Linked DNA regions of Mus musculus: all the other regions are linked to region 4. Evidence: chromatin contacts called from public Hi-C and HiChIP or PLAC-seq data. All regions are on one chromosome and are shown on one strand. Each heading gives the region's core, a stretch centred on a gene start, on an enhancer-like site or on the middle of the called end of the contact. The rest is flanking DNA. Distances are from core to core; before and after follow the strand shown.

Region 1 (2,701 bases), core at 125-2,624, 490 kb after region 4:
AGACACTCTTCTAACATGCTTTGAACTTTCAAAACAAAGCTAGCTTGACCACAGAACCCAGGCCTGAAAGTGGCACACTCTGTCCGGAGCCTGCTATGAGACACCGCCTCACAAAGACAATGCATGAGGGTAAGGACTGTGTCGCTTTTTGTGCAGTGTGCTTGTCTGGAGGTATCCCCTAAAGAGTCACCAAAACATATGAAGAGAAAATCATGCTTAGCAGATGACTTAACTGTATTTAAAAGTACATTGCTTGTAAATAACCCACCAATGCTGTCAAAAATATTAGTCTCCTATTTGAGAAGTCAATTTTTGTCCCCACAGTAGGTTGCTGATGCCACTTCTTCCATTTTTTTTTGTTCTTATTTCTTACCAGAGACACAGTAGCTGCCTTTCTAAACCCACCCTCAGGTTTCATCTGTTTGGGTTGTTTTTTGGTGATGCTGTTTTGTTAGGGCTGACCTCATCAGAAAAGCACAATTCATTTTTTCATATAAATTAGCCATATGTCATTGTGTGGGCAAGACACAAACATTTCCATGAATGGCACACATAAGTAATGAAAACCGAAGGTGGAATGAGCCCTGCCTGTTGGCAGGGTAATAGTTTAATTGTGTACAGTTATTCTTACATTAAAAGCTGCATACCTGGCGAGCTTTACTGGGTAACAGGGACTTTTAAGCATGCCAGTGTTTCTACACAAGTAACGCGGGTCAATTGCAAAAGGGATAACCATAATGATTAAATCATTAAAATTTTGTCTATGCTTCACAGAGCATAGAGAAAATTAACTTCCCACCAACCTCATTTTTCTGCTGAACATGAAATAATGATTTTCTGCCAGTATAATTACAAAGCTAACATCTGATAGAGTCAGCATCCAGCGGGGATTATCGCAGGCATGAGTATTAGACCTCATTACCAGCTTGACTGCAAAATTATTACATCTTGTAATTGGAGGGTGAGATTTATATACAGATTGGCCGGGTTTCTGTAAGATTGTAATTACAAGCTTCGTTGGTTTGCTACTTATCACACGGTGCAGGAGGAGGCAAAAACAAGCAGAGGGAAGACCATTTCATTAAGCCGTAACCCCATCGCGGGAGGAGCGCTGTAACGTCCCTGTATTTATTAGGCCAAACAGAGCTGTTTGCAGAAGGGGAACCCATTTATTACTGCCTGACAAATGGGATTTCATTTATTTAACCTCGGCGATCTATTTCAGTAAAACGTACAAACGAGCCATCCATTTTATGATTCCGGAGTCAACGCTCAATTATCTAAAGGCTAACTGAGTGTTAAAGTGGCCATCTGCTGGGATGAATTCATTGATTTAATTTGCTTCGAGTTGCTGAATGATGCAGGGTAGGTGGGGAGACAGGGCTGAGCCTGCCTGATCTAGGCGGGCGCCTGTGTGGGCGCCGCCTCCCGAGTGTGCCAGTGTGTGTGTGCGCTTGTGCCTGTGTGTGCATGCAAGCACGCATGTTTAATCTTTCACACAATAGAAGAAGGCGATCAATAGCAGCTTAAATTTTATGAGACAAGGAGTTAAGTTGTTCAGCCCCAGCCAGAACACCTTTGCTCTCCGGTAACAAGTCATCTCCGGGGCGGAATTAATATTGACAAGCTGGCTTCTTTGTGGCTCATTTGGAGGGCGCCTGGGCCAATTGGCGGGCGGCAGTAATAGAGCCGTTATTAGACTACATTATGAGGCTGAGGATCGATGCCCAGCCGGCCACCACCCAGAAGGGGACAGGCTGCCTGTCCTTGCCATTGGTTAGCCCTCATTGCTCCTGACATTTTATTTTTAAGGTTTTTATTTAATATATAAAACACATAAATAAGCAAGTGAATAAGAAAACAGATCCCTCCTTGTACAGCAATTCTCAATCCTGTCAGAGCTCCAGGGCTGGTGAAGGAAGAAGCACAGACGGACAGTCAGTCAGACAGAGTAGAAGAAACACTGTAGTCCAGTGTGGCAGTCCCAGCTCTCAAGGCCACTGGCCCAGGACTAGCTTCAAAAGCCCAGAAATAAATTCAGCCATGGAGGCAGCCTGGACCACCAGGATAAGCAAGAACAATGTGGCAGGAATAAGAGTTCCAGGGTGGTGAAGGATACACCAGGTCTCCAGGGGTGGAAGCTTTTTATTGGGAGCCCAGGAGCAAAAGCCTGTGGCTGTAGCTGACAGGTCCAAACCTCCCCCTCCTGCTCCCCATCTGTCCCTGCTACTCCCTCCTCCCACCTTTTGTGCGCGCGCGCACACACACACACACACACACACACACAGCACTTCGTGGTTTCCATTCTGCTGTCATGAGGGCGTCACTCACCCAGTAGACCAAGGAGGGAGTTGCTGGTCTTCTCTGACAAGTCCCTTCTCAACAAGGATATAGAAGCATCCCAGCTCCACCTGTCTCCCAGAATCCAGTCTCCGGGAATGAGTGGATGACCCTCCCTGGTTAACAGGTGACAGCTCCCTCCATTACAAAAGCCTCTGTCAAGTTTGGTTCTTTATGATTCACAAAGGCAAAGCTCCTCAGCAAGGGGAGACTCCATGTGCAGGTTTGGAGGTGTTACCCGAGGAACATCTAGAATCATCCACACCCTGAACACTGAGTGGCCTCCAGATAGGCTCCAGTAAGCATCAACACATGGCAGGGTTTGGTTGGGGTTATAGTAGGTCTAGAGAAGACCCTTAGG
Region 2 (2,750 bases), core at 75-2,574, 490 kb before region 4:
CTTGAGCCTTCCCTGAACCCACAGATTCCATGTGCCAGGGCAATAAGGAAACAGGGGCAGCTTGCTTCAACAAGCAAGCCTTCATCACCCTCAGCCCCAGAAAATCCCATGACTAACTTGCACACATTGGCTCTAAGGTTGGGAGGCAGACACTCCATGCTTTGGTACTGGCTCCATGGTGGCAGAGGTCCTTCTTGGCTGAAGTTTAGGAACAAGGGTAAAAATCTGAGAGCAAGGAGGCCTGAAGGGGAGGAAGAGGAGGGACATGTCACAGATGAAGCATAGCAGCCCGTGTGTGGAGGCTGGAGGAGGAGGAGCAGAATGGGAAAAGCAAGACATGGAACATGCTTCCAGGCTGGCTGTGGCCACTGCTCTTGGTGAAGCCGAGAACACTGGAGTCGGCAGTGTGCTTTCAGGGCTGTAACTCCAGTCCCATGGACCAACTTTGGGGGTGCTTCCTGAATTCACTAGAAGTGTCCCTCAGTTTGGGCTACGAGGGAAGAAATGTGTGAGGCACTAAACAGGGTCTTCCCTCCCAGTAATTGCACAGGCAATTACTCTTGGAAAGCGAAAAGCCAAGGAGTCAGGTGGAAAGGACGGGAGTGCGGTTCCATAGATGCTTCATAGGTTGTTCAGGGAGCCCCTGAGCAGCCTGTTAATTATAGAATCAATTATATCCAATTTTGGCTTAGTACAGTGATGCTATTTCTTACTTACAAAGGGCTCAGATTCTCGTAGGAATGAAAGAGATCTTTGGGATGAATCCCTCTCAGTTTGTCCATTTCTGAACATCATCCCCCGTACACTTTGTCCTGATTGGTAGTCTAGCCACAACAGAAGCACATTCAGAGTCCGCATCCATCTGCCTGAACCCTCCTCTCACTCAGCTGTCAAGTGTTTGTGGGCCCCTAGTACTGAGCATTCCAGGAGAGTTGCTAGCTGTCCATTAGGGGAGACCCAAACCAAGAGCTCTGACACCATGTCTCTCTCCCCACTTCGCCACGCCTGTTCCTATTTTGGACAGATGATGTATTTTTTCATACCCCCTTTATTTGGATTTGTGAACCGCTTCCTCCACTACAAATGGGGTGCTTATCTCCCCAGATGTACTCTAATTAGAGTTTCATGTGGTCATCCTGTGTCCCTGCTCTGAGCTGGAGGAATTCTACCCACATCACACAGGGCCCAGCAGGATCACATTTCAGGCAATCTAGGAGACCTGGGGGGAGGCATCTGGCTGCACCCTTCCTTGTGCCTTACATGATGTTCGGCTGTTCAGCATCTGTGCCACTTAGGACAACAAGTGCTTAGCAGGCCGCACTTCAAACTGCTGAGGGCTCACGATCCTGCAGTGAGAAAACAGATCCCTGTATCCATTACTGGGAACTTGATCTCTCTGACCTTGCCTCTAAAAGTCAAACAGGAAAGTACCAGTCTGGAAGCTCCTACAGGGAAGGAAATGGCTCTGCTAGCTGTCAGCAGACAGGGAAAGGAGAGCTCTTCTTCCAGATAGATAGCATGACTTCTGATGCTGGCCCCAGCATGATAACTTTGACCTTGATTAGCTTGCTACCCTCCCACTGAAGCCAAGAGCCGAAAATAGCAATGGTGATCACAGGTTCCACTGATGAAGCCTAGGTCCGCTGCACACATGGAGGAAGGACTCGCTGAGGAATGAGAGTATCGAAGTAGGGACTCAACACCTCTTTTCCCCACCACACACTCCTGACACATGCCTGTGGGTTGGCTTGTTCACTCCCCTCTCTACCCCGTTACTCTCATGCCTTCTCCACCCTTGTATATATATCTTGAGCACTGGCCACTATTTTCACTGGCCATAAATCAGTGTACTAGTCCCCTAGCCCTAAGGTATGAAAGGCTTCCAGCCAAGGCCTGTGCTTGAGTACTGGCTTCAATACTGGCTCAACACTAGGTGTTTTTGGAATAGTTGTTGCAGTTGGGTCTCCCTGTCCATAACTTAACTGAAGTTGGTAATATCCTTAGACCTGTGGCAAGTGTGAATACATGCATTTATGCCCCATGATGCCTTATTCTTTTTCCAATTGCGTGATATTACAGTGAGTCCCAGCCCTGGCAGTCCAGTCATTTAACTCCAATCAGGTGGACAATGGGATGCTGGGAATGGAGAGGACCTGGTCCTTTGGAAGGTGTACATCAGAAGATGCAGGCAATGTGGCTTTGGACTCGTCTCAGGCTCAGAATAGTCTGGGACTTGGAGCTGCATGCACTTTCTGCCATTGTGGGGGCATTGGCTCTGCTCATGGCCCAGGAGGAACAAAGTGAATGCCTATACTCCTCCTTTTCTTCTTCGTGAGTTTTCATGCAAGAAGATCATGAAGTATTGAGTTACACACTACACGTGGAGAGGGCTCATCCAGCCACACATCACTTTTCCCTGCATCATTTCTGCTACACAAAGCTCTCAGCCTCACAGGGTCCTAGCCTGGTACCCAGCCTTCAGCAGATGCATTTAGAGACTGCCTGGTCAATTCTTTTAAAGTGAAACACAAGATGCTTGCTCTTGCTTGATAGGTATGAGGTGTGTAGCCACTGATGGAGCTACCTCCAGTCTGCCCCTGCAGAAATAGTGCCTGTTAACACACGTTTCTGCTTGGAGAGGGGCATGGGTACTCAGCACTGTCTCCTGGGCATGAACCCTCAATGATGCTCATGATGCTTTTTTAGTGCCAGTTGGGATATGGCAAGGGATTCTGCCTTGTTTTTCCTAA
Region 3 (2,739 bases), core at 193-2,692, 440 kb after region 4:
TGAGCAGAGTGCAGACAGTGCACAGGCTTCTCTTTCCCCAGCCGCTCCATTCCATGAAAGTGAAAGTGAAACCGTCTAGGGGTTGTTGAGATGTGAACTGGTCAAAAGTACCTAATAGGAAAATGCCCTCCAGAAACACATTAAGAGGAACGAGGAATATATGCCATTGGGGGTGGGGGGGAAATGGCAAAACTGCAAGTTTACTTGGGTAGAATGGGAAAGGAACACTGGCTTGTGGTCTTGCTCAAGTCTGATTCTGTCCTGCCGGGTTCCCTGCTTTGACCCATATTCCCAGCCCCAGGCAATACAAACTTTGAGGAAGCTCACTACTCTCATTCATGCCTTCTGCAAAAGGGGTAGCACCGGCTCACTTTCTACAAAAGGGGTATCACCGGCTCACTTTCTACAAAAGTAACTTGCTGTGCTTCCTCTGAAGAGGCAACAATATCACACAAGCTTTCCTCCTCTTGCAAGCACTCTTAACTGATATACAGAAAACCCACCTGAGAGGTCTCCTGTCCGCACTCCCACCCCCTGCCTTCTCAGAAGCACTGTGCCTTCTCCCTGGGGCTCAGGATAGATTGGGATGGTTTTGGAATCTCCCTCTGGGGAGACCAGAGAACTCTTTTCTTGGCAGAAGTTGGTTTCCCGATATTGATTGCTCCCCACTCACCTGCACCCGCAGAGCTGCAGTGCCTGCATTTATTTATAATGCTGCAGCAACACCAGCTCCAATTATAATGATTAACTTGACAAAGCTGTAACCACTGGGCAGAGCGAATCTCCAGAGCTGCCCGTCACTGTAGCTGTAGTCCCCTGAGAGGTGTCTTGAAGAGGAGACATCTGGGGAGAGGGCCTGGAAGAGGCTTGTCCAGACATAGAGGGGCTTGAGTCCAGTCCTGTGTGTGGGTGCCTGCATTTGCCACCCAGGAGTCAAGAGGGATCCCTATACACAAGAGTTCTCAAAGTAGCCCAGGAGTTGAAAAAGCAAAAGCAAGTCCTGGCACATTGCCCAGCCTGGTGTGCCCATTGATGGGAATTCTAGCAGAGGCAGGACAGAGGCCCTCGAAGTGCTCTGCTCTGAACATGCCTCCCAAGTGGCCCTGGTTTAGCAATAACAGTACTGCCTCCCCATACATGCTCTTTCTCTCTGCTTGCTCAGGACACTGCCCACAAGCCCCGGCCAAGAGACCAGTGTCAAAAGTAGGATTCTGGAACTGATGGATGGGGGCTCCTCGGATCTGCCTCAATTATCCACTAGCAAAGGCTGTTATTCTTCAGCTACAAGTGGTAGTCATGTCTGAGTGGCCCTGTTTGTGAGGCTTTGCCCTGGCTTGTCCACTTAAAAGATCATTAATCACCGCCCCAGTTTATAAATCACAGAGGCCGGCTCACCGTGCGCAATGATGAGGTTGAAGCGCCCAAGAGTACTTAGCGAATTCCCAGACCCAGCCAGCGCTCTTTCTCTCCGCCTCCAGCAGCCTGGCCATCCATCATCCTGCACCCACTGAGGCAGAAGCGCGGTGACAGAAGAAAGCCTGGGAGCCAAACAATATGATCGCTTAAGACTAGGGCCAGAGAGCTCTTTAAAATTTCCAACCAGTTCCTTAGCCTTTTGTGTTAACAAAACCTATTCATTTCGGGATTTGGCAGTTCAAATTATTTCAGACAAGACCCCAAGACAAATGGCTATATGATAGAGTCACACAGGCACAGTGGCAGCTAGGGGGAAAAATGGAGGCTGCTGCTGGTGAGTGATGAGAAATAAGGCTGACGGGTCTGGAGGCTTGGCATCCACTTATTTGCTTCGTCTGGGCAGGACAGACCACCGAGGATGGCCAGTGCCTTCCAGAACTGGAAAGCCCTCCTAGACTCTTCAACACATATTTTCCCGGAACGCATGTGTGGAGAGAGGCCTGGGGCACAGATTGTTAAAGCAGTTAAACCTAGCAAGCAATGGCAAGGAAGCTAGAAGGGGATATTTTCCTTCCCACTTGGCATTACCCGCTAAACTAGTTTTACATATTTCCAACATTTTCCCCTGGAAGGAGAAATCTTAAATTGTCCATTGTCCAGAAGAAAGTGTGAGAGGGGTACTTAAGTGGAGCTGACAGCTCCCATTTCCCGCACTCTGGCTGAGAGCGGTTTGAACGGCTGGGAAATTGTGTTTGAAGCGATGTAATGACGTGTAATAATTTCCTGTCGGTGTGTCAATGAGAAGCCTAGAGAGTGGCATGGTAACATATAGGGGCGACACCACAGAAAGGTAGGTGTGAGGGGGAGCAGGGTAGGAAGGATCCTGTGGGCTCTTCAGATGCAGAAACTGATGGAAGCATGATTGTAAGGAGCAGGTGAAGGGGTCTGAGGAAAGCTGGCCGGGGAGCAGTCCTCCAGAGTCCTACCCAATCCAGCTGGCTTTCCCATCAATTCTATGTGGCTGTCTCAAGCCACTACCTTAGGAATGCTCCAATCGGCAAGTCTGCTAGCCAGGGTGAAAGGGGGCTCAGGGTCTGGGCAGAAGCTGATGTCACAAATGATTCCCGCACCACCACCCCCACCCCCATTCAGAAACTGACTCTGTGACCCATAAGTGTATGTTCACTGTTACCTGAACCAAACAAAGGGAAACCCTGCAGCACACCTGTAAAGAAAAACACAAATCCAAAGCAGCTCCGCTGTCTATGTATGCCTGTCTCAAAGGAAGTGCCTCTGCATAGCCCCACGGCGAAGGGCACATGC
Region 4 (2,852 bases), core at 282-2,781:
ATCACTACAATTGATCCCTGGTTCCCTGGGACCTGGACAAGACAAAAAGCAGCCTGGCTGACTACAGCATTCATTCGGTGTCACGGATCTGGCTGCTGCAGGAGCTGGAGCGCCACGATCCAGGCCTAAGCAGAAGCCAGGCGCTCACAGGCAGGAGAACTCTGCCGCCCTCTACTAGCTTCAGAGCCCACCGAGAATAAAATGGAAGCTCAGGCCCGCGCGCCAGGTTTCAGAGTCCTCGTGCTCTACCTAGCAAGCTTCAAGGAGACACCTGTTGGGCGGGCGCCCCCTCCCGGGCCAGCTCACACCTGACCCCTACGAATCCCAAGCGCCCCCCATTGACGCTCCTTTACATCCAGCGTACTAGTGCCCATCCTGGCCATCGACTCCCCTCACTTGGGGAAAGGGAGCAGGTATGGTCGAGAAAGTTTAGGGGCTGGGACCTAAGGGCTCAAGGGACCCGCGAGTCAACTCCTGGACCTCAGGTTACCTGAACCACCTCACGACTGCGACACTTCACAAGCTGGCCCATGTCCTTTCGGGAAGTGGCAGTGGATACTCTAGCAAAGTCAAGTCAGCTCTCCTGACAGGAACCTCTCCCCCAATTTCGAACAGGCATTCAACTTAACAAAAGAAAACAAAAACTCTTTTTGGACCAGAGTGGCGTTTGTTGAAGCGAGTCACTCACTGGCGTGTTCCAGACGTTAACGGACATGATGTTCCTAACACGGCCTGAAATCTTCTCTGTGGACTTGGACAGAAGCCTCACCACGGGGCCTCCCACAGCTTCAAACCGAAACGCTCAGATTCCGGGTAGATGCTTGGCAGCCCAGGCACCAGGAGCAGGAGACCGGACGGGAAGCCACACGGGCAGCCTCAGCCTGGAGTACAGGCGGACAGAGGACTGTAGAAGTGGGATGCCCAGGCAACTCTGCAGGTGTCTCCACACTGCCCTCCATCTCCCTGCGGTGTCTGCCCTGGACACCGCATGCGACCTGGGCTGCTATCTTCAGGGTGATGAGGGGTGCCCGATCCGTATGTTCTCCAGGTGGATCGGACCTGGCCCGACTGCAGGAGGCCTTTGCTGACCAGTGCTAGGCGAGCAAGAGCGCCGGCAGTGCCCGGATGGGGCCCCGGGAAGGAGAAAGGTGGCTGGGCCAAGGCGGGAGTCGGCGGCGGGGTGCGCGGACGTGGCTGAGAGGATGTGCCAGTGGGAGGGGGTGAGCGCTACGCCCAGTTTGGCCAGGCTGGGCTTCACCGCTGCAGGCTGCGGGCCGGGGCGGGAGTGGAGAGAGGCCGCTGCGCGACAAAAGCCTGCACGTCCCTCCCTCCAGCCTCTGGCTGCCACTCCTCCGCCTTCCCCTCCACTTCCCACCCCTCCGCTCTCTGCCCCTCCCCCGGCCTCAGCGGGGCCTCGGCGGCGGGCGGAGCAGGGGAGGGGCGGGCACCAGAATATGCAGATGAGAGTGTGACGGACAGCTCGGCGTTCCAATGTCCCTCGGAAACTCGAGCGCTCCTTCCTCAACTCCTCACTCCTGACTGCAGACTCCCCCAAATCCCGACCGCCGGCCTGGCGCGCGGCTGCGCCCACCGGCTCCGCGCTGCCGCTACCGCCGCCCCGCCGATCCTCCAGCCCCGCGCCCAGCCTAGCGCCCACCAGCCCAGCCTGCTCCGGCCCGCGGCCTCGGTGCGCCCCGGCCGGGCGTGGATGGAGGGCGCCGCGCGCGCTGCCCGCTGCTCCGTGTGACGCGGGCCCCGCGCCCCGCGCCCACCATGTCCTACCCGCAGGGCTACCTGTACCAAGCGCCCGGCTCGCTGGCGCTCTACTCGTGCCCCGCGTACGGCGCGTCCGCGCTGGCGGCGCCGCGCAGCGAGGAGCTGGCGCGTTCGGCGTCGGGCTCCGCGTTCAGCCCGTACCCCGGCTCGGCGGCCTTCACAGCGCAGGCGGCAACCGGCTTCGGCAGCCCGCTGCAGTACTCGGCGGACGCCGCCGCCGCCGCGGCTGCCGGCTTCCCGTCCTACGTGGTAACTGCTTTGGGGTGGGGGCTGGGGAGACCCGGACCAGGGAGTGAGTTGAGCTGAGCGCTGGGGACGCGTTGCGGGTGGCAGCTCCAAAGTCACCAGCACCCGTTGCCGCACTAAACAAGGGACGGGACTGACCTGCAGAGCTCGTAGGCTGATTTCCCTTGAGCTCGTGCGAAGTGCTACTCCACCCGTGCCTGGGCCAAGAGTAATCTCTAATCCGCGCGTGCCGATTGCTGGGGCTGCGAAATCTGTCCACTGCTCTCCGCGTGGTTCCAAGCTGAGGGCCCCGGCTGCCCAGGCCTCTAGGGCCAATGCCGCAAGCTTTGGGTTTCTTGGCCAGACTGGTGGCGGCGGGGTCACGGGGTGGGGGGGTGGGGATGCGGGTGGGGGGGGGGTGGGGTGGGGATAGGCTGAGCCTGTGGCTCTCGCCCTAGACCCAGGCCGAAGCTCTTTAGTGTTGGCCGTTTTCTGTCTCGCTGACCCGGCTTTCAGGGAAAAAAAAATAATGTGTTAACGGGTTTGGGACCCGCTAAGTGCTGCCAGAGTTCGTAGTAGGCCTATGGGTTCCAGCTCCGTAGATCCGGGATCTGTCTGAGCATCTCTGAGTTCTGAAAACAGGCCCCGCCAGAGCGGGTCTTGGCAGTTTTGGGGTGTGTGAAGACATTGTGTATGGGCGGAGGGGGTTTGCTCTAGGTGGAATTCCCTGGGTAGGAACCAGGCCTTGGGAAAAGGTTACAAACCTCTCCTAGTTAAACGTTAAAGGATGAATTAAAATGCTAATTACTACGTAGTTGAAGAATTGGAAACGCTGACTGGCTTCTGAGTTG
Region 5 (2,824 bases), core at 308-2,807, 370 kb after region 4:
CTCTTTCACAGCACAAGCAAGGTCTTGGAAATACAACAGCACAGTGAAGGAGGACCGCAGAAGTGTGCCTGTTGACCTTTAATGAACACACAGAGTCCGCTAACCCATCTTGGACCTGGTGCCTTTGTGTGTAGCAAGATGCAGACAAGCAGTGACATGACACTTGACCTCTCCATAATGAATGTGATGATGTTCCCTGTTACTTCTGCCCACGAGGTTAAATTGAGACTCTAAATAAATAAATAAACAAATAACCCTCTCCACGGAGGTCAATTAATTCTGTAGCTCTACTAAGCTGCTTAGGTACACGGAAGCTGGACGCCACTACTACCTGAAAGCCTCAGTAGATAGCCAAGACGTATGCTGGGGTCTGCAGAGGTCTCTGCTGCAGATAGTGGGCCCCAAACCTGTGACCCCATGCATGGTCTGAGCCTCAACATGTGTGATTCTTCTCTGAAGGTCAGTTTCTGGTCAGTTCTGGGGACAGGAAGAAGGCTCACTATGTAATCTAATTGCTTCTCCTCCACCCTCAGGTCTGCATATTATATTATATTGAAAAGTAATTATGCAGCGAAAGTAAAATGTCAGCGGTACTGTCTGGCAAGCAGTGGCACAGATGTGAATTATTCTCTTCCCTGCGTCTTGCAGACATCTCTATACCTCTCTCGTCACACACCACGGTGTGTGCTCATGGGCCTGAGTATTTATGCACACGAGATGAGATTTTCAGTTCTTTTTTTTTCTTTCCTTTCTCCTTGCAGCATCAAGATCCCAAGCTGAGTGGCCTTGTTGGCAATGATTGATCACCCAATATCTAATTAAACCTGATCCAATCACTTATTATGCAGAGTGGAACAAACAAACTGAAGGCAACTGTCAGCCTGGTGATTGATGATCCGGCCAACCCGGCTTTTGTGGCTCCTAATGTCCCGACGCTTGTTACAACCAGGCAGAGCCACCACGCTGGACCAAGCGCCTGTCACCCCCCCCCCCCACACACACACACACATACACACAACTGAACTTTAAAATGTGTGCTGGTGGGAGGGGAATGAGGAACCTGGAAGATCCTAAGAACAGGATTTTGTTGGTGTGAGCCCTATAATGTGGTCACACACACCCCAGAATAGGTCCCCAAACCATCACCAGTTGAGAGAGGTTCAAGCCTGACAGTCATGCAGGTGGCTGTGTCTTTGTGTCTGTGTGGAGAATGATTGTGGAAAGCAGCTATGTCCACCGGGTTGCGTGCTTCTTCGTGAACCCACTTGTGCACCCAGAAACTGCAGGGGCAGCTGTGCCAGCAGATACCCCTCAGGGAGACTGACAAATAAGACATTAGCATAACCCTAGTGGGGTAAAAATTCCTTTTCTATTGTCTGCCAGGCAGGATTCTCTTAGCAACACTCATTTATAAATTTTTCAGTTTTAATGTTTTAATTATTTAAAATGCAAATAGGTTCAAGAAGAAAGCAGACAAAATATAGATTCCCTATAGAGCCTCTGAGGGGTGTGGGCTTCATGTCTCTTCCACACAGCCTTGATTCTCTGCTCTCCTGAGACCCAAGATTCCTGGCATCAGGGGGTCCTTCAGGAATATGATCAGCTTGAATGGCTGTATGCCCTGGAGTAAGCCACACAAGCTGGGAGACTGAATGAATTTGAAGTTAATTCCATGTTGTAAGTTAGCAGCATCTTGGATCCTGTGTTTAACAGGGCTCTATCGCATCCACACATGAGGACCAGAGGTCTGCAGACACACACCGGGAGATTGTCCTTACCTCAGAGGTGCTTCTGTGGAATGTAGAACTGTGCAAGTCAGCACTAGCCAGTGGGGACTGTCCTCAGTGCAGAGGGGAGATCAGAACTGAGTGTGCTTTCATGGGCAGCCTCTTGTTACGTGCCTGAACAGTCATCCCTCAACCCTTCCGACATTCCCAGGGTTGGGTGGAATCTAAGAGACATGGGACCCTCAGACCCAGCCAGTTCTCTCTCTCCAGGGGCAGCTTTGAAAATGACAGAGTCACCCAGAGATGACTGGCTTCCCTGTTATCTGTCCCCCAACCAAGCTCTCTCTCCTTACATCAAGGCCATGGGGCAGGGGGCAGGGACTCCCAGGTCCTTTCATCCTGGGAGACTGATTCTGTTTCCCTCTCCATTGATTACACTGCCACCTTCTCAGTCCATTAAAACAAATGTGAACAGGAATCACAGTTGTGTTCCTCCTGGGAAGAATTAGTTTTTAGTTTGTTTTCTATCAAATTTTAAGTACTCCTGTGTGGATTCTGGTAGCATATCCAGGGCCTCTTTGAAACACACTAAAACAGCCTGTGGGTGGGTGTTGGTTCCTCCTTGTGGCTTCTCAGAATAGAGAAGGCATAGCTCTGGCATCAAACCCCAGTTTATACCCTGACTTCTTACATTCAGACACACTCATCATCTCTCAGAGTACTCTCTTCACCTGTAAATTGGATACATCTACCCAGCATCAACTGGAGAAGAAAGATGCTGTGAGCAGAGATGCTCTTCTTGAGGGCTGTGTTTGAGATGAGGGAGGCCATGCACTTCAGAAGAGATGATTAGAGGAGGGGCTACAGATTAGAGGAGGGGCTACAGATTAGAGGAGGGGCTACAGATTAGAGGAGGGGCTACAGATGCTTCCCAACTGTGAGAACAGACATTTGCCTGAGCACACAGAAGGCTCAGCCATTTGTGGTCAGTGTGCCTCAGACCATCCTTCTCTGAAAACAGAGACTGGCCTCAAAGTTCTGTTGAGCGCTAACTGCCGAGGCTTCCCTAAGTGGATTGCAGGAAGTCCAACTCATCT
Region 6 (2,918 bases), core at 8-2,507, 390 kb after region 4:
CTCAGGCAGGGCAGGAACTGATGGCCGGAGCTGAAGCCATGGAAGGGTGCTGCTTAGTGGCTTGCTCCTCGTGGCTTTCTCAGCCTGCTTTCTTATAGAACCCAGTCCAGGAAAGGCATCCACAAAGAGCTGGGTCCTCCCTCATCAATCATCAATTAAGAAAATGCCCTTCAGGCTCATGTATAGTCCAATTTTATGGAGGCATTTTCTCAGCTGAGGTTTCATGCATTCTGATAAGCGTAGCCTGTGTCAAATTGACAAACACTAGCCAGTACAAGCCCAGGTACAGTCCGTATATACCTCAATAGTGATTCTTTAAGCTCTGGGCAAGGACATTAGTTCCATACCTATGACTATATTTTTAAAAATTACCTGAGGCAATCAAGTTTAAAAGGGGAAAGGTTCATTCCGGCCTGTAGGTTTTGGATTTTGTGATCAGGTGGCTGCCAAATCATGGCGTGGTTACAGAGGGCATGCAGCAGAGGAGACCCACTCACCTAGTGACTGGGACTGTAGGAAAGAAATGGGACTTGAGTTCCACATTGCACATCAAGAGCATGCGTCCAATGACCTAAGACTCCCAACAGAATCATCGACTAGATTTTCTGTTAGCATTCTATATGGACACCAGTTCTTTGATCCTTTGGACTTTGAGAACTACCTAATACTTAACATGTAACAGAAAGCATGACAGGAGAACTACCTCGTATTTACATACAAAAGAAAGCATGAAAGGAAAAGTTGGGGTGGAGGAAAGAGGGGAGAGAGGAGGTGGGGAGGAGGAAAGGAAGGGTGGGAACTATCAGAAGCAAGTGGACTGAGCTGAACTCAGTCAAGTTAAATGCCTACTAAGGAAAACAAAAGTGACTGGCACTCACTATGGCACAAAGAAGAATTCAGTCTCCACTGCATAATTAGTGGTATCACATAATACAAAATGGGTAAATAGAGGGAAAATAAAAACTGAGACTGACTTAACATAGCACAGACATTGGAATGACAAGTCAGCTAGGACATGCTGTCACCATACTCTTTCTTATCCCCAGTCCACCCTGGGACCAGGGGGTAACATCCAGCAGCACTGTGTACCATGCTGCTGACCCAGGAGTGTTACGAGGCTCAGATGCATTAAAACATTTTAGAGCATGAGGCTTTGTTCAGACTTTGCTCTTCCGTAACTGCAGTCTCCACACAGACAAGCAAAACAATAAGAACAGCTGAAAGGCAAACAGTCAGACAAAGGAGAAGCCCAGTGTTCTGTTCACCAAAGACCGGGCAGAGCGAAGCTTGTCAGCAGCACTGACTGCGAGTCACTCCACACTTTGTCTAACAGGACCCTTCCTGAGGTTCAACGGTCCCGCCAGAGCAAGGCTGAGCACATGGGACAGAAACTGTCATGGTCTCCTTGCCAGAGGCCTCCCTTGCTGGAACTTGGAGCAGCCTCACATCCAGCCGCGTGAATTAACAGTCACATTAAGACGCATCCAACGCACAGGTGAGGAGAAGAGCAAAAGGATCTAGAGAATGGACATCTTCAAACTCATAGGCATCTGACATGATGTGGATCGACAGGCCATGCATCCACTAAAAAAGTTCACCTTGCACAGAGAGAGGCTATGAGGTCCTGAGGCAGAGACTAAGAGTGAAGTCAAAGTGTGGGTGCTCTATGGGTAACCCTTAGAGTGAGGACATGTAGAGAGTGGTAGGTGAGGCCTGGGCTTTCCTATGCATATGCCCTCAGCTGACCATCACAGGAGGTGCTGGAATGGACTCTTCCTTTAGCATCTTAACAAGCATAGACTCTCATGTCTACCCAGCTTTTTAGGTGTTCAGGTACAGATATGTAAATCAACAGCATTTATGAGTGTCAAGAAGAATAAGACATTCTGGCATACATGCCCCACTTCAGGAGAAGCAGGACCTAGGAGATAGGTGACTACAGAGTTCACTGAAGCCCTAAGTGCTGTGGAGTGCTGAGTCTTAGCCATCTGCCCTCAGATCCCAGAGTCCAGAAGGCACCCCTGGAACAACACAACTTTCCACTTGTTCATCTGTGCTTCCCAGAACCCAGCCAAGCCTCTCTCATCAGAGGCCATGTCTGAGAATGCATGTTTCTCCTAGTACTTTCCCCTAGTTCTTTCCCTCAACAAGTAGGGTGAGGGGTAGGAAACAGAATCCAAGGTCACCTTGGTCAATTTCACAGCAGCTTCTGTAGGAAGGACAATGGGCCAGGAGTGCAGAAAGGCTGCCTGGGTTTGCTACTTTGCAATTCTAAACTCCACTCATAAAACACAAGGAGCCAAATCTGGGAGTAAGATTGGACTGGTGGGTGCTCCAAGAGCTGCCAGAAGCTAAGAACAGCTACAGCTCAGTCCCTGCTCCATCCCCTGGATTGATTCTAAAATGACAATTCATTATGGTGCTCAAACCACACACACACACACACACACACACATTCCTACAATTCCAGCAATGCTAAAATACATTATGCCAATGACCAGATAAATCTTATTATGTTCTTCTCTCTGCCAAAGGGATAAATCATCCCACCACAGCCCAGCTGAGTCACTTATGATCAAAGGCACCGGCTTTTCTAAGACACGGTGCTAACCCACATCACTTGGACTTCTGACTGTGCCCATTCACAGTCGTCCTGAGAGAGGTCACGTGACTTCCTCTGTGGAGCCTAAAACACCATGGAAGAAAAGCATGTGAAATTGAGATTAAAGCAATCCTCACAGCTGTCAGGCTACCAATACCATTTGCCAAAATTGAACCAAGTATCTCCACTCAGGTCCCAGTCACTCATAGCTCTCAAGTACATAGTTATGGAAGCCTGACCTTAAATACAACCTGAGGCTAGTGGCCAAAAAAAAATCACTGGAGATTGACTAAGCTATCCAGTGTTGACCTATGGT
Region 7 (3,088 bases), core at 54-2,553, 380 kb before region 4:
TCACAGCAATGGACCTGATGTTGTGACTTTGACTGTGAAACACTTAAAATTAGTGTACAGACCAATAGTTCTAATAAATTCTTCTTTTTCATTCTTTATTTTGCTTTTGACAGTCCCATGGTTGCTTGACACATTATCAGCATTGGTGGACTCTATGATGTCAGCTTACCAGCTTACAAGCTGTGTGGTGTTGTTCTTACAAATACCTGAAAGGCTAAAATACATGTGGAGCATATGTCTTACTATAGATGAACAAACCTACATGGTTGCATTTAGGCTTCTGCCATGACCCCTCAGTTAGTGTCCTCCTACTAAGTCAATGATGTCTCATCAGGGACACCATGAATGAATGGGAGACCTCAGACAGCAAGATTTGGAAGCCGGGATCATGGGCTACACTTGGGAATGGGGCATCTCCAAGTCACCCAGACAGGCTTGATGTTAAAAGGAAACCAAGGTCTAAGTCACACCAATTAGCTCTCCTGTAGTCTATGTCATTTTTTCATCAACAGGGCTCCATCTAAGATTATTGTTTGATGGATTTTCTTTGTGTTTTCTCTTGAGCTAATATCTTACTCTGTAACACAGGCCAATTTCAAGCTCAATATGCAATCCAAGTTACCCTCAGCCTCTCAAGTACTGAAATCATAGACCAGAGCCACCACATCCAGTTACCATCTTAAAATACTCCCAGAATCCTTAAAGGGGGCTCTGGCCTTTGAATTCTGCTGTGGTGTCTCAAATTATGCATCTGCTTCTGGCTCTGAAAATCATTCTATGTCCAGGAAAAGCAATTATGCCAAAGGGTTCTAAACGTTTACCCCGAGCAAGTTCGGGATAAGGTGCAAAAAATTCTCTCTGTCTCCTCTATTCCTTGCACCACTGGATGTCTATGTACAGAAGTCACTGCTGCCCGTGCTGAGATTCTGAGGTCTGTTGTAGTCTCCCCTCCCCCAGCCTGAAACCTGCTTGCTCAGGGGTGGAGCTTCCTGCTCATTCGTTCTGCCACGCCCACTGCTGGAACCTGTCGCTTTGTTGTTTGGAGCCACACACGTGCTCACCTTTTTACTGGACCAGAGATTATTCGGCGGGAATCGGGTCCCCTCCCCCTTCCTTCATAACTAGTGTCGCAACAATAAAATTTGAGCTTTGATCAAAATAACTGTCTTGGCTACATTTCTTTCTCTCGCCACCTAGCCCCTCTTTTCTTCCAGGTTTCCAAAATGCCTTTCCAGGCTAGAACCCAAGTTGTGGTCTGCTGGCCGGACACAACACCTGGTAATTGTTAACTCTCAAGACAGTTTCTAAGAGCCCCTAACGATAGCACATTTGCATTGCAGGTTCCAGCAATGGTCAGGGTGGGTCAGGGTGACTTTCTTTGAATGAACACTCCTTGAACCCAGGAAGCGGGTGGGTGGAGGAATGTCGCTATCTGTTTTATGATTAGCATACCTTGGAGCACTGAGTTTACTACTCTTTCAAAACAACTAACTGAAAAGCCTGGAGCTAGTCTGTAACATCAAGAATGTATTTCCCAAATATGTAGGGTTGGTCTATAGGCTCTGTTGTTGAAATAATGGCAAACATGCATGAAACTAGCTACTTACTCATGTAGAAGCATGAAAGGATAACTCTTAAGAGATTTTGTTCTGAGGATGAGCTCAGTGGACACTCCAATGGCACTTCAGAACTTCTGGTTCTATGGAAACCTGATGCTCTGAGCAATGTGCCAACAGAGTTATACTCCATGGCTGGATTATAAATCATTTCCTTTGCTATCTTGGCACCAGGAGTTTGGGATAAATATGTATCCAATAGTGCTGGTAATGATGGAGTATGTGAAACCTTAATAGTGATTCAAAGTTATCAAAAGTCAGTAATTTCTGTGAAGGGAGCATGTTCTGTGTTGCAGTGACTGGAAACTTCCCTGAAGCCTTGATTAAAAGTCCCATCAGGTCAAGGTCTGGATCTGCTAGGCATAGACTAAGTATATTAGGAACCCCAAAACCTTGTGGTCTCCAAAACAGGACTCTTCCAAATTCAGTATCATGGAAACACAATGTGGTGACAACTCTTTCTATAAGAATGGGACAGTTGTAGGAGGAAGATGAGTTCAAGAAGAAAATCAGCCTTTTCATCGCAAAAACAAGGGAATAGCAGCAGAGAGGCCAGATTCTAGAACAAAAACTGTGGCCCTCTCCTCAGCCCTAGACAGAACTTCCAGCCTGACCTAACAGTTCATTTGCCTGCCCTATACTTCTGAAAATCTGGGAGCTATTTGCACTTACCTAAGAGTTTTATCAGACATAAGAGTGAGGAGGGGGCATTCATGATACACAAGGGCCACAGTAACTATGTTGAGTGCGAAGGATCAATTGTTTCTTTTGCCAATGTGTTCAAGGCTATTTTTCACTCTCTCTTCTATTAAATTTAGTATATTTGGGGTTTTTTGTTGAGGTTCGTTATTCCCTTAGACTTGAGTTTTGTGCAGGGTAATAAATATGGATCTATTTGCATTCTTCTACATGTAGACATTCAATCAGTTAGACCAGCATCATTTTTCCATTATATGGTTTTGGCTTCTTTGTCAAAATGAAGTGTATGTAGGTATGTGTGTTTAGTGTGTTTATTTCTGGATCTTTAATTCAATTTCATTGATCAATCTGTCTGTCTCTGTATCAATAGCAAATACACGGTATTTTTAATAATAAGCATTTCCTATTCAGTTCAGGTGGGTAACCAACATTAATTGCAATTGCCTATCTCATGCAGAAGTCTTGGGAACTTCCTTGGACAAACATCTATTTCTAGAAAGAAAATGAACCTTTAGCACTGGATTTTTAAATCAGTTAACTTGTGCATTCTGGGACTGTATTTTTTCACTTAGGCAGAGTGCCTTCTGAGTGTAAGCTCTTCAGCTGTTGACTTTACAGTTATAGATCTGGCTGTTGTGGGGTTCTGATGGCTAGTTTTATGTTAACCTGACACAAGTAATCATTTGAGAAGAGGGAACTTCAATTGAGAAAATGCCTCTATAACATAGGGCAAGCCCATAGGGCATTTTCTTAATTAGTGATTGGTGTAAGTT

Evidence for each region. A called contact is a pair of places that touch in the nucleus more often than the background predicts. HiChIP or PLAC-seq counts read pairs in DNA pulled down with a chosen protein or histone mark.
Region 1: a contact with region 4 is called in an H3K4me3 HiChIP or PLAC-seq map of embryonic forebrain, with 2.1 times the contacts expected there. The contact joins the enhancer-like site here to the promoter of Irx2 in region 4. A contact is called at or near these places in 1 of 484 Hi-C or Micro-C datasets (cortical neurons) and 5 of 115 datasets of contacts at active chromatin or transcription factors (embryonic forebrain, embryonic hindbrain, embryonic midbrain and 2 more).
Region 2: a contact with region 4 is called in an H3K4me3 HiChIP or PLAC-seq map of craniofacial prominence, with 3 times the contacts expected there. The contact joins the enhancer-like site here to the promoter of Irx2 in region 4. A contact is called at or near these places in 1 of 39 promoter capture datasets (the 3T3-L1 cell line), 10 of 115 datasets of contacts at active chromatin or transcription factors (bone marrow-derived macrophages, cardiomyocytes, craniofacial prominence and 6 more) and 1 of 9 other capture datasets (embryonic stem cells).
Region 3: a contact with region 4 is called in an H3K4me3 HiChIP or PLAC-seq map of neural tube, with 4 times the contacts expected there. The contact joins the enhancer-like site here to the promoter of Irx2 in region 4. A contact is called at or near these places in 1 of 39 promoter capture datasets (trophoblast stem cells) and 3 of 115 datasets of contacts at active chromatin or transcription factors (craniofacial prominence, embryonic hindbrain and neural tube).
Region 5: a contact with region 4 is called in an H3K4me3 HiChIP or PLAC-seq map of embryonic hindbrain, with 2.5 times the contacts expected there. The contact joins the enhancer-like site here to the promoter of Irx2 in region 4. A contact is called at or near these places in 1 of 39 promoter capture datasets (hippocampal neurons), 1 of 484 Hi-C or Micro-C datasets (cerebellar granule neurons), 4 of 115 datasets of contacts at active chromatin or transcription factors (embryonic hindbrain, embryonic stem cells, neural tube and 1 more) and 1 of 9 other capture datasets (embryonic stem cells).
Region 6: a contact with region 4 is called in an H3K4me3 HiChIP or PLAC-seq map of embryonic hindbrain, with 3 times the contacts expected there. The contact joins the enhancer-like site here to the promoter of Irx2 in region 4. A contact is called at or near these places in 1 of 484 Hi-C or Micro-C datasets (uterus) and 5 of 115 datasets of contacts at active chromatin or transcription factors (the NIH/3T3 cell line, embryonic hindbrain, embryonic midbrain and 2 more).
Region 7: a contact with region 4 is called in a Hi-C map of embryonic stem cells, with 4 times the contacts expected there. The contact joins the enhancer-like site here to the promoter of Irx2 in region 4. A contact is called at or near these places in 1 of 39 promoter capture datasets (cranial neural crest), 11 of 484 Hi-C or Micro-C datasets (differentiating embryonic stem cells and embryonic stem cells), 8 of 115 datasets of contacts at active chromatin or transcription factors (embryonic hindbrain, embryonic midbrain, embryonic stem cells and 2 more) and 1 of 9 other capture datasets (embryonic stem cells).

Annotation. Positions count from the first base shown.
Region 1 is chr13:73,116,222-73,118,922 of GRCm38.p6, forward strand. No RefSeq gene overlaps it. Among named protein-coding and RNA genes, the nearest start is that of Gm30154, 15 kb to the right of the region's middle. Within about 2 kb of position 1,375, at least 35 of the 459 cell types and tissues checked have an H3K27ac peak or open chromatin away from gene starts, as enhancers often do. A contact at or near this core is called in cortical neurons and embryonic forebrain, where this site is marked.
Region 2 is chr13:72,132,972-72,135,721 of GRCm38.p6, forward strand. No RefSeq gene overlaps it. Among named protein-coding and RNA genes, the nearest start is that of Irx1, 170 kb to the left of the region's middle. Within about 2 kb of position 1,325, at least 11 of the 459 cell types and tissues checked have an H3K27ac peak or open chromatin away from gene starts, as enhancers often do. A contact at or near this core is called in craniofacial prominence and neural tube, where this site is marked.
Region 3 is chr13:73,068,974-73,071,712 of GRCm38.p6, forward strand. No RefSeq gene overlaps it. Among named protein-coding and RNA genes, the nearest start is that of Gm30154, 63 kb to the right of the region's middle. Within about 2 kb of position 1,443, at least 14 of the 459 cell types and tissues checked have an H3K27ac peak or open chromatin away from gene starts, as enhancers often do. A contact at or near this core is called in neural tube and trophoblast stem cells, where this site is marked.
Region 4 is chr13:72,627,289-72,630,140 of GRCm38.p6, forward strand. It overlaps Irx2 (Iroquois homeobox 2), which reads left to right and starts at 1,532. Exons shown (of 5, transcript NM_010574.4): 1 at 1,532-2,025. The coding sequence starts at 1,774. It overlaps Gm20554 (predicted gene, 20554), which reads right to left and starts at 1,276. Exons shown (of 1, transcript NR_030701.1): 1 at 1-1,276.
Region 5 is chr13:72,992,389-72,995,212 of GRCm38.p6, forward strand. No RefSeq gene overlaps it. Among named protein-coding and RNA genes, the nearest start is that of Gm30049, 54 kb to the left of the region's middle. Within about 2 kb of position 1,558, at least 3 of the 459 cell types and tissues checked have an H3K27ac peak or open chromatin away from gene starts, as enhancers often do.
Region 6 is chr13:73,018,019-73,020,936 of GRCm38.p6, forward strand. No RefSeq gene overlaps it. Among named protein-coding and RNA genes, the nearest start is that of Gm30049, 80 kb to the left of the region's middle. Within about 2 kb of position 1,258, at least 1 of the 459 cell types and tissues checked has an H3K27ac peak or open chromatin away from gene starts, as enhancers often do.
Region 7 is chr13:72,252,443-72,255,530 of GRCm38.p6, forward strand. No RefSeq gene overlaps it. Among named protein-coding and RNA genes, the nearest start is that of Gm41000, 280 kb to the right of the region's middle. Within about 2 kb of position 1,304, at least 5 of the 459 cell types and tissues checked have an H3K27ac peak or open chromatin away from gene starts, as enhancers often do. A contact at or near this core is called in embryonic stem cells, where this site is marked.